Linked DNA regions of Gossypium hirsutum: region 2 is linked to region 1. A link is a contact called in public Hi-C data. All regions are on one chromosome and are shown on one strand. The core of a region is the stretch at or near the end of the contact, and the rest is flanking DNA. Distances in the headings are between cores, read along the strand shown. Region 1 holds the start of LOC107905324 (ACT domain-containing protein ACR10). Region 2 holds the start of LOC107905307.

The links. A called contact is a pair of places that touch in the nucleus more often than the background predicts.
Region 2: a contact with region 1 is called in a Hi-C map of leaf, with 1.9 times the contacts expected there. The contact joins the promoter of LOC107905307 here to the promoter of LOC107905324 in region 1. A contact is called at or near these places in 3 of 34 Hi-C or Micro-C datasets (callus and leaf).

The regions. Positions count from the first base shown.
Region 1 is chrD01:63,283,850-63,287,626 of Gossypium_hirsutum_v2.1, forward strand. It overlaps LOC107905324 (ACT domain-containing protein ACR10), which reads right to left and starts at 1,972. Exons shown (of 6, transcript XM_016831956.2): 1 at 1,686-1,972; 2 at 1,350-1,571; 3 at 645-750; 4 at 131-434; 5 at 1-53. The coding sequence starts at 1,839. LOC107905320 reads right to left here. Exons shown (of 6, transcript XM_016831952.2): 6 at 3,694-3,777.
Region 2 is chrD01:63,435,100-63,438,876 of Gossypium_hirsutum_v2.1, forward strand. LOC107905307 reads right to left here and starts at 1,950. Exons shown (of 4, transcript XR_001686493.2): 1 at 1,261-1,950; 2 at 253-336. LOC107905306 (TSL-kinase interacting protein 1) reads left to right here and starts at 1,044. Exons shown (of 15, transcript XM_041087665.1): 1 at 1,044-1,761.

The DNA.
Region 1 (3,777 bases), core at 722-3,221:
AAGTCGATCTCGCACTTTCTTCCTTGTTTTAGATAAAACCGTCCGTATGAGATCTAGTTTACATCATATAAACAAGGGCAGTAAGATGGCGATACTTGTGTTTCGGTTTTACATAGGCTAAGAATTTTACCTGAATGTTGTAATCCTTCAGAGTTCTCATTATGTCATAAAGAAGACCTTTATGGTCTTGACAAACGATCTGAACGAGCGTGTGAGCCGGACTGAAGGAGTTGTCCATTGTGACGGAAACGTTGTTAGAAGTACGTAATACAACATCATTGGTTATTGCGGATGAGAGAAATGGAGATGCTTGAGAACATGCGGTAACTTCGGGTCCAACTTTTTCTATATTGCAGCTAATTATAGCAGCCTGCATAACTTCTACCAACGCTTCATACGTCTCCTCCTGCCGCATTTTTGTATGTAATAGTTCCCTAGGAGAAAAACAATCAAATATATACAAGATGCATTAGCTTATCAAAGATAGTATCTTCGTAAAACCGATCTGAATCTGCAAAATACGAAGTTCAAGCATATACATGCATTCCTAATCCACATTTGAAGTCACTTAAAAGAAGCCTAACTGATTGAAGCAAATCGAACATAATACGTATATAAACCAAAAGGAACTTGTAATACAAAACCTTGTATCAGTGACAAAGAACAAGTTCATCACCGTCCCGACTGGAGTCGTCGATACCTTCAATTTCTTTATATTGAGTTCGAGTTTAGAAAAAACTGCTGTGACATCTGCCATGAAAAAGCACCTATAATTCATTCACTAAATATAGTTTAGACCCACATTTTCAATGCTCAAATTCTTCTATAATTGATGAAACTAACAAAGAGGAAAGTTAAAGGTTAAATTCTGATATCAGTCCCTGTACTTTTACTTTTAAACTTTTAAAATTTTAAAATTTCAGTCCTCAAAAAACAATAATTGTTAAATTCATTAAGTTTGGTTATTTCCAAAATTTGATGGGACAAACATATTATCATACGTCTCATGCCATGTTAGCTTGTTATTTTCATATAGTACTCACCAAAAACCCAGTTAATAGTCATTTGCAACAAAATTGAAATTTCAAAATTCGAAGATATAAAGAACTTGGAATTTCAAATCGGAGAAGATAAACTAATTCTACAACAGTTCGCCTAGCAAAAGACTAGTAATTGATTTTAACCAAACGAATTTAACTGCTAGGGTTTGAGTCAGACTAAAATACAGGGACTAAATCCACAAATTTCACAGAGTATAAAGACTAATGAATTTAACCAAAAATAAAAGATCTTAGCAATCCTAAAATTCAATATAATGAAAGAACCCCGAATCAAGAACAAAAGCTTACCATGTGAAAGGCCTTTTCTATCATAACAAAAAAGCTTGATAAGAAACACATCTGTAACCATTGAAGACTGTAATTCAGAACTGTAATATGAAATACCAAAAGCTGAAGAACAAGAAGGGCAAGTCCCAATTAATCTGTTCTTCAACAATTCCCATCTACAAGTATCCCATTTTATAATTGGCTTAGGAATCACCCAAAACACTATGTAACACCATTTCCCATCTGTAGATACATCTTCACAAAAAAAAAAAGACCATAAAAAAGTCAAAATATCAAATTCTCAATATCTTCACAAAATCAAAACTGAAATACAAAACTGGATTTTTAGTTTTTTACCTCCTCTAACAATGGTGAGACCAAAAAAGAGTAAGATACGGCATAAATCACAGCCTAAACCGGTTTTGTCAGGGCAGTTAATGGTGATGACACTGGGTTCTGCTTCATTCTTTGATTGATTTATGATCACTACGTCGTCGTGTAGGATACCCATACCTTTGCTCTTATTCTAAGCTTTCAGAAAAACAAAAAACCATTGAATGATTCTTGATTTTTATTCATTTGGGGGCTGGGAGTGCTTTGATTTGGCTGTTTTCGAAGGTCCCAGAGAATATAAACTGTAAAAGTACTTACATTTCGACTTTCTAATTAAAAAAATTAGTATATCTCATTTTGGGGAAAATGTAGTACTACGTAAAAATGGATGAAATTTTTAATAAAATAATTAATTTATTCTTTAATTTAATGTATAAGAACTAATCTATCTATTTTTTTAATAGAAAAGACGGATGCAATCTCCATAATACTTTAGTTCATATTACATTAGTCACAAAAATAAATTATTAAAAAAATTCATAAAAATAAAAAATTATAAAATTAGGGTCGCTTAATTGATTTTTAACTCAACTCGATCGATTCTTTCTCTTGTTTCGGATTGATGTATTGATCGATTTCCAATCTAAGTCCGATTTCAACATCATTGAAAATAAATATAATTATTTATAAGGACATAAGTTTTGCTAATTTTTTTATATGTATATAAGTTTTAATAAAATTACTATTTCTATTAGATAAAATTTGAAACAAAAATTTACTCATGCCATATTTGTGTAATAATATCTATTTTATTTCATATTTTAATCATTTTTATGGTAAAATTATCATGAGGACCTTTATACCAGGAGCAAGATTATATTTTATTCCATCTACTCAAAAAAATATCCAAATTAGTCCTTATAAGTTAATTTAAAGAGTAAATTGATCATTTCTATTAAAAATTTTATCTATTTATACAGTTAAAAACTAGCGCGGCTGACGGAATAACTAGACATTGATATGTGTCGCACTACATATATCTCATACTAACGTATAAAGACCAGTTTTTAATAATAAAAATAAATAAAATTTTTAACGGAATAATTATTTTACTTTTTAATTTAAAATATAAAAATTAATTTTTTAATAAAACAAATAAAATACAATTCAACTCTTATTATCGTGATTCCACGATACTTTTACCATTTTTTTATGGAATCTAATATCAACCGGAAATGAAGATATTTTGATTTTACCTGTTACTTTCACTCCATTGGGTCAGCATTTACGTTACCCGATCGTGACTCACCCGCACACGGGCTATTGGCCGCCATCACGTGTCGTATTTTCTGGATGGTCCCCATTGGTCACGTGACTTTCTAAGGCTTTAAAACCTAGGTTCCTGGAAAAAGTTACCTTTTGTCATTTGTCAACTATACGTCACCGTTTCGATTTTTTTTAATAATAATATTAAAATTAATACAAAATTTCTCATCCAATAAGATCTCACCACTTGTTAATGATCAATCCAGCAAAGCACACATGAAAACTACATTTTTTATTTTAAATATATATTTTTCATTATTTATTTATTTTAAAACTCGATATTTATAGATGTTAAAATCTTCGTAAAATTAATTTTCCATGAAATCCATGCTTAAAATTTATGAAAAGGTACATCATACTTGACCCCAACATTAACAGATGTCAAGATTAAAGCACTTTCATAAACATATGACAATCTAATTCTCATCATTTAGAACATATTGAGATTAAAGTACTGTTATAAATATACTTTAACACTCATGAATGTCGAGATTAGTTTTATTTAATAGAGATTCTCTCAAGAATCTTATACTTACACCGATACAAATTCGACTTATGATATACTAAAGTTAAAGTACCTAGAAGGCCCTATAATATAAGGGTTGGATTAAATTAATACTAAACCCTAAACCGCAAACCATAAATGTTAGACTCTAAATTTTTAAGTCTAAATATTGTATATAAATTAATAAAAAAAACTTTGATCTACGAAGATGGAATATATTAATTGAATTGTTAAAATATTTATCATACAAAAAATTATGAAAGTGTGTAAACTATTTTAGTCGTA
Region 2 (3,777 bases), core at 700-3,199, 150 kb after region 1:
ATGTAGGCTATAGATGGCACCCAATGTAAGTAAGAACCAACTCGCAACTGTACACATTTGCAACCATATTGTCAATGGAAGACCAATTCTTTTACGCCTCACACTTTGTACTATTAAAGGCAGACGAGCCATTACTGCTAGATCTTACAGTGTTACATATCTTCAAATTGTAGTAAAATGGTCACATTTCTCCAATACTAATTTCAATAACAGTAAAATAAAATCAAAGAATTTAATTGCCAAAGAACTTACAGTGATTTAGTGAATACAAGATGCTCAACTGTGGGTGGAGGAAGCAATCAAACAAGCCAAAGAAGAAGAAGAAGCAATAACACACTATCAAAGAAAAATGAACAATGCATATTAATAATCTTTACAAAGCACAAAATAGAAATTACAACCATCTTTGCAAGTAAAAAAATTGAAATTCATTTCTTTATCAATCATTAGTAAAAGGAAAAAAAAAGAAAATAAAAGAATGTGTTTTTGTGAATTTGATTAATTGATGGCTGACGTTTCATAATTATTTTTAAAAGAAATACCTCATCCAAATAACATAGTTTCCAATTCTACAGAAATATACACATATATATATATTATAATTTTTTTTAAAATATTCGATTTTTAATTTACCTTCTAAAAAGTTTATATTCATTCTCACACTATAATTAACTAATGTTTTATTTGAATTAATAATTGTGAAATAGAAAAATATATATTATTTTGTTTGAATAGTTAAAATTAGTAAAAAGAAAAAAATAATATGAATTTAATAATTTTTATAAGAAAAGAAAATAAGATCTTAATTTCTTTTATTTTGTATTAACTCAATTCAATTATAGATATATGTGTTAAATATCTTAAAAATTATGTATTTTAAAATATTCGACTATTATTTATATTTAAATAAAATCTAAAACTCCAAAGCATTTTTTTTTGTTTAGTTTGTTGAGATAACTTTTGTAGTGTTAATTATCATTTTTAATTCGATTAGGATTACACTATATGCTTAACAGGTGGTAACCATAGACTGCGCTCAACTTGGATAGAAAAGCAGAGTTATTACATCAAGTCAATAGGGAGGAAGTTTACGAATCTGATTCCAAAAACCTATCTCATAAATATAATTTGAAACAAATCTATATCACAATTACACCCTCTTCTTGTTGTTGAGTGTTTATAAAAATTATAGTCCATAATTGAAAGATTCTTGAAATTATTAAGCAAAAATGGAAAAAAGAAAGAAAGAGAGAAATGAACCGGGAGAGTTTGAACGTGACCCAACATGGCCTCTCCACATTAGAAATTGAAACGCTCTTAATGCAATAATCCAACAGCCAAGGAAACATTTTCTTGCCAAATATCAAAAGAACAATTAAACTCCAAGATTCCTTGCAGAGCAGTGGAGAATAATCTTTTCGTGGGTTCTTTTAACCCAATATTTATAATGACAACAATCTTGCAGATTGATACTAAAGTTCGGTTAAACTTGGAGATAATTTTTTTTGGGAACAGAGGGCAAGGGCGAACTGGTTGAGATTGGGGGATAAGAATACGGCTTTCTTTCAAAACTTTGCTTCCCAAAGGAGAAGAACGAATAGAATAAGTGGGCTGCAAGGAGGGGATGGGCGGTTTGTGAGGGGGGAGACCGAGATGGAAAGCTTTGCGAGAAATTATTTTGAATCGATGGCGGACTGAGCGGTGGCGAAGTTGCTTTTGAATCGGTAGAGGAAAGCAGAAATGGTGAACACTCGAGAGGAGGTTTGTGACCAAGCTGGTTTATTTAATTTTGTTGTTTTTCTATTATCTTAGATATTTTGTTGCTATTGCCTTCCTGGACTTGGGCCGCTGAGATGGGTAAGGCTTGTTATTTTTGTTTTTCATAATAAAATCCAGTCCAATTTTATCCCTAAAAAACAGAATACCAACCCATAGAAGAGATGGACAAATCCGTGATTTTCATTTTCTTTCCCTTTTGCTTTCATTTAATAAAAACAAAGTATCTTTTTCTTTCATTTTCACATTTTAAAAAATAAGGTATAAATATACTTTCAATATATATATTTATCTCATATTTAGTATTTAATTCTTTACTTTTAATTTTAAAAGTTTAATCGCTTTATTCATTTAATTTTAATAATTAAACTTCAATTAATAATATTATAAAATAAAATTAACTTGAATTATGTGACATTTTAAAATTTAAAAAAAATTATTCAAAAATAAAAATAAAAACATTTGACATTTTTAATGATTGATTTAAGTTTTCACGCATATCACATTTCACATTTCTTTATTTTAAAATTTCATACATTCCAATCTAACTAAATTCCTTTGACATCAAAGGTGGATTAAATTTTAAATTTTCAAATAAGATAGGGACTGAAAGCAAATTAGACCGAAAATAAATAATCCAATTTTCTTCATGTCTCCTACGTTTGCGATATACGGTGATTAAGATTTTCAATTAAAAAAAATTCCACTCCTTTATTAACAGATTTTATATTATCTAAATAACAATTTTTATTTTATTTTATTTTGACCTTTTTCATTATTCAATATATATTGTTTAAAGTTACCAAGTTAAAATTTGCTTTTTTATTTTATAAATCCAATACTCCAATTTATTAAATTACTTTACTTATCATTCAAATTACCAAAACCCTTTTTTTTTCAATTTTCTTCAAAGTAAAAATTAAAAAAAGAAAAGAAAAATTCATTATAATTTTTTATTTTTTTCATATCTTCCTAACAGTAGACGTCCGTCGGAAGATTCTTCTTCCGGTCTCAATAGCTTTGATTCTTTGTTCAAATCAAAGCTCCTTCGATTCCTTCAATTTTGTTTATTTTATTTCAGGTATTTTTTTTTTCAACCTAACTTCAATTTCTTCTTAATTTTCTGTTTTTTTTTTTAATTTTTGGTATGTTATTAAGCTTTTGCCGATCAAGTTTTACTGTAGTTCGAAACCCTAGCTTTTGTATGGTTATCGAGAAAAATTAGATTATTGTATGATCTTATGTGTTTTTTTTTCTTTTCTGTTCAATTTATTTTGATACGGAAAAAAGGAATTCAATTTGGTCAAATAGTCGTACAGTTGACTTTACCTTTTTTGTTGTTGTTTGAGATCTCATTAACTTGAAACAAGTTGAGCTCGAGATTTGATGCTTTTAGCTTTCTGGCATTTCTTAGCAACTCGGAAGGGTTTTATTTTTTTGTTAATTTGTTCTTTTTTTTTTCTTCTTTTGTTTGAAATCTGTATATTTGTAAAGCTGTATTGCTTGCTTGTTTTCGTTGAATTTGAATATCGGCGGACGGATTCGGATATAGAGTTTGTTGGTTTTAGGGTTTGTTTCCGTAAGGAAATTCAAATGTTATCAGGATATGTAATGTACGGTTAAGAAGATTGTTTTGTTTGATATATCATTCTTAATTTTTTTTTCTTTTGATATGAAGATTGATTGTTTGATGAATTCAAATGCATTGTTTAGTTTCGTTGTTGTTGAATGCAGATTTATTGTTTTGCATTTGTTTGTTTGTTGAAGTGAAATTGAAAAAAAAGAAATAGATGAACTATTCAAGGTGAATAATCATTCGTTTTATAGATTAAACCAATTGACTATGATAGTCACATTGGGGAATACTAAGGGTGCTTAGCATTCACTTAATTACATGCTTGGGTTCTTTTTCTAACCATAGATACAAGGTTTTTATTATTATCTAAATTCCTAATAGGAAATATATTTAGGTTCTAAAATATGATTACTAGATTGTGCCTT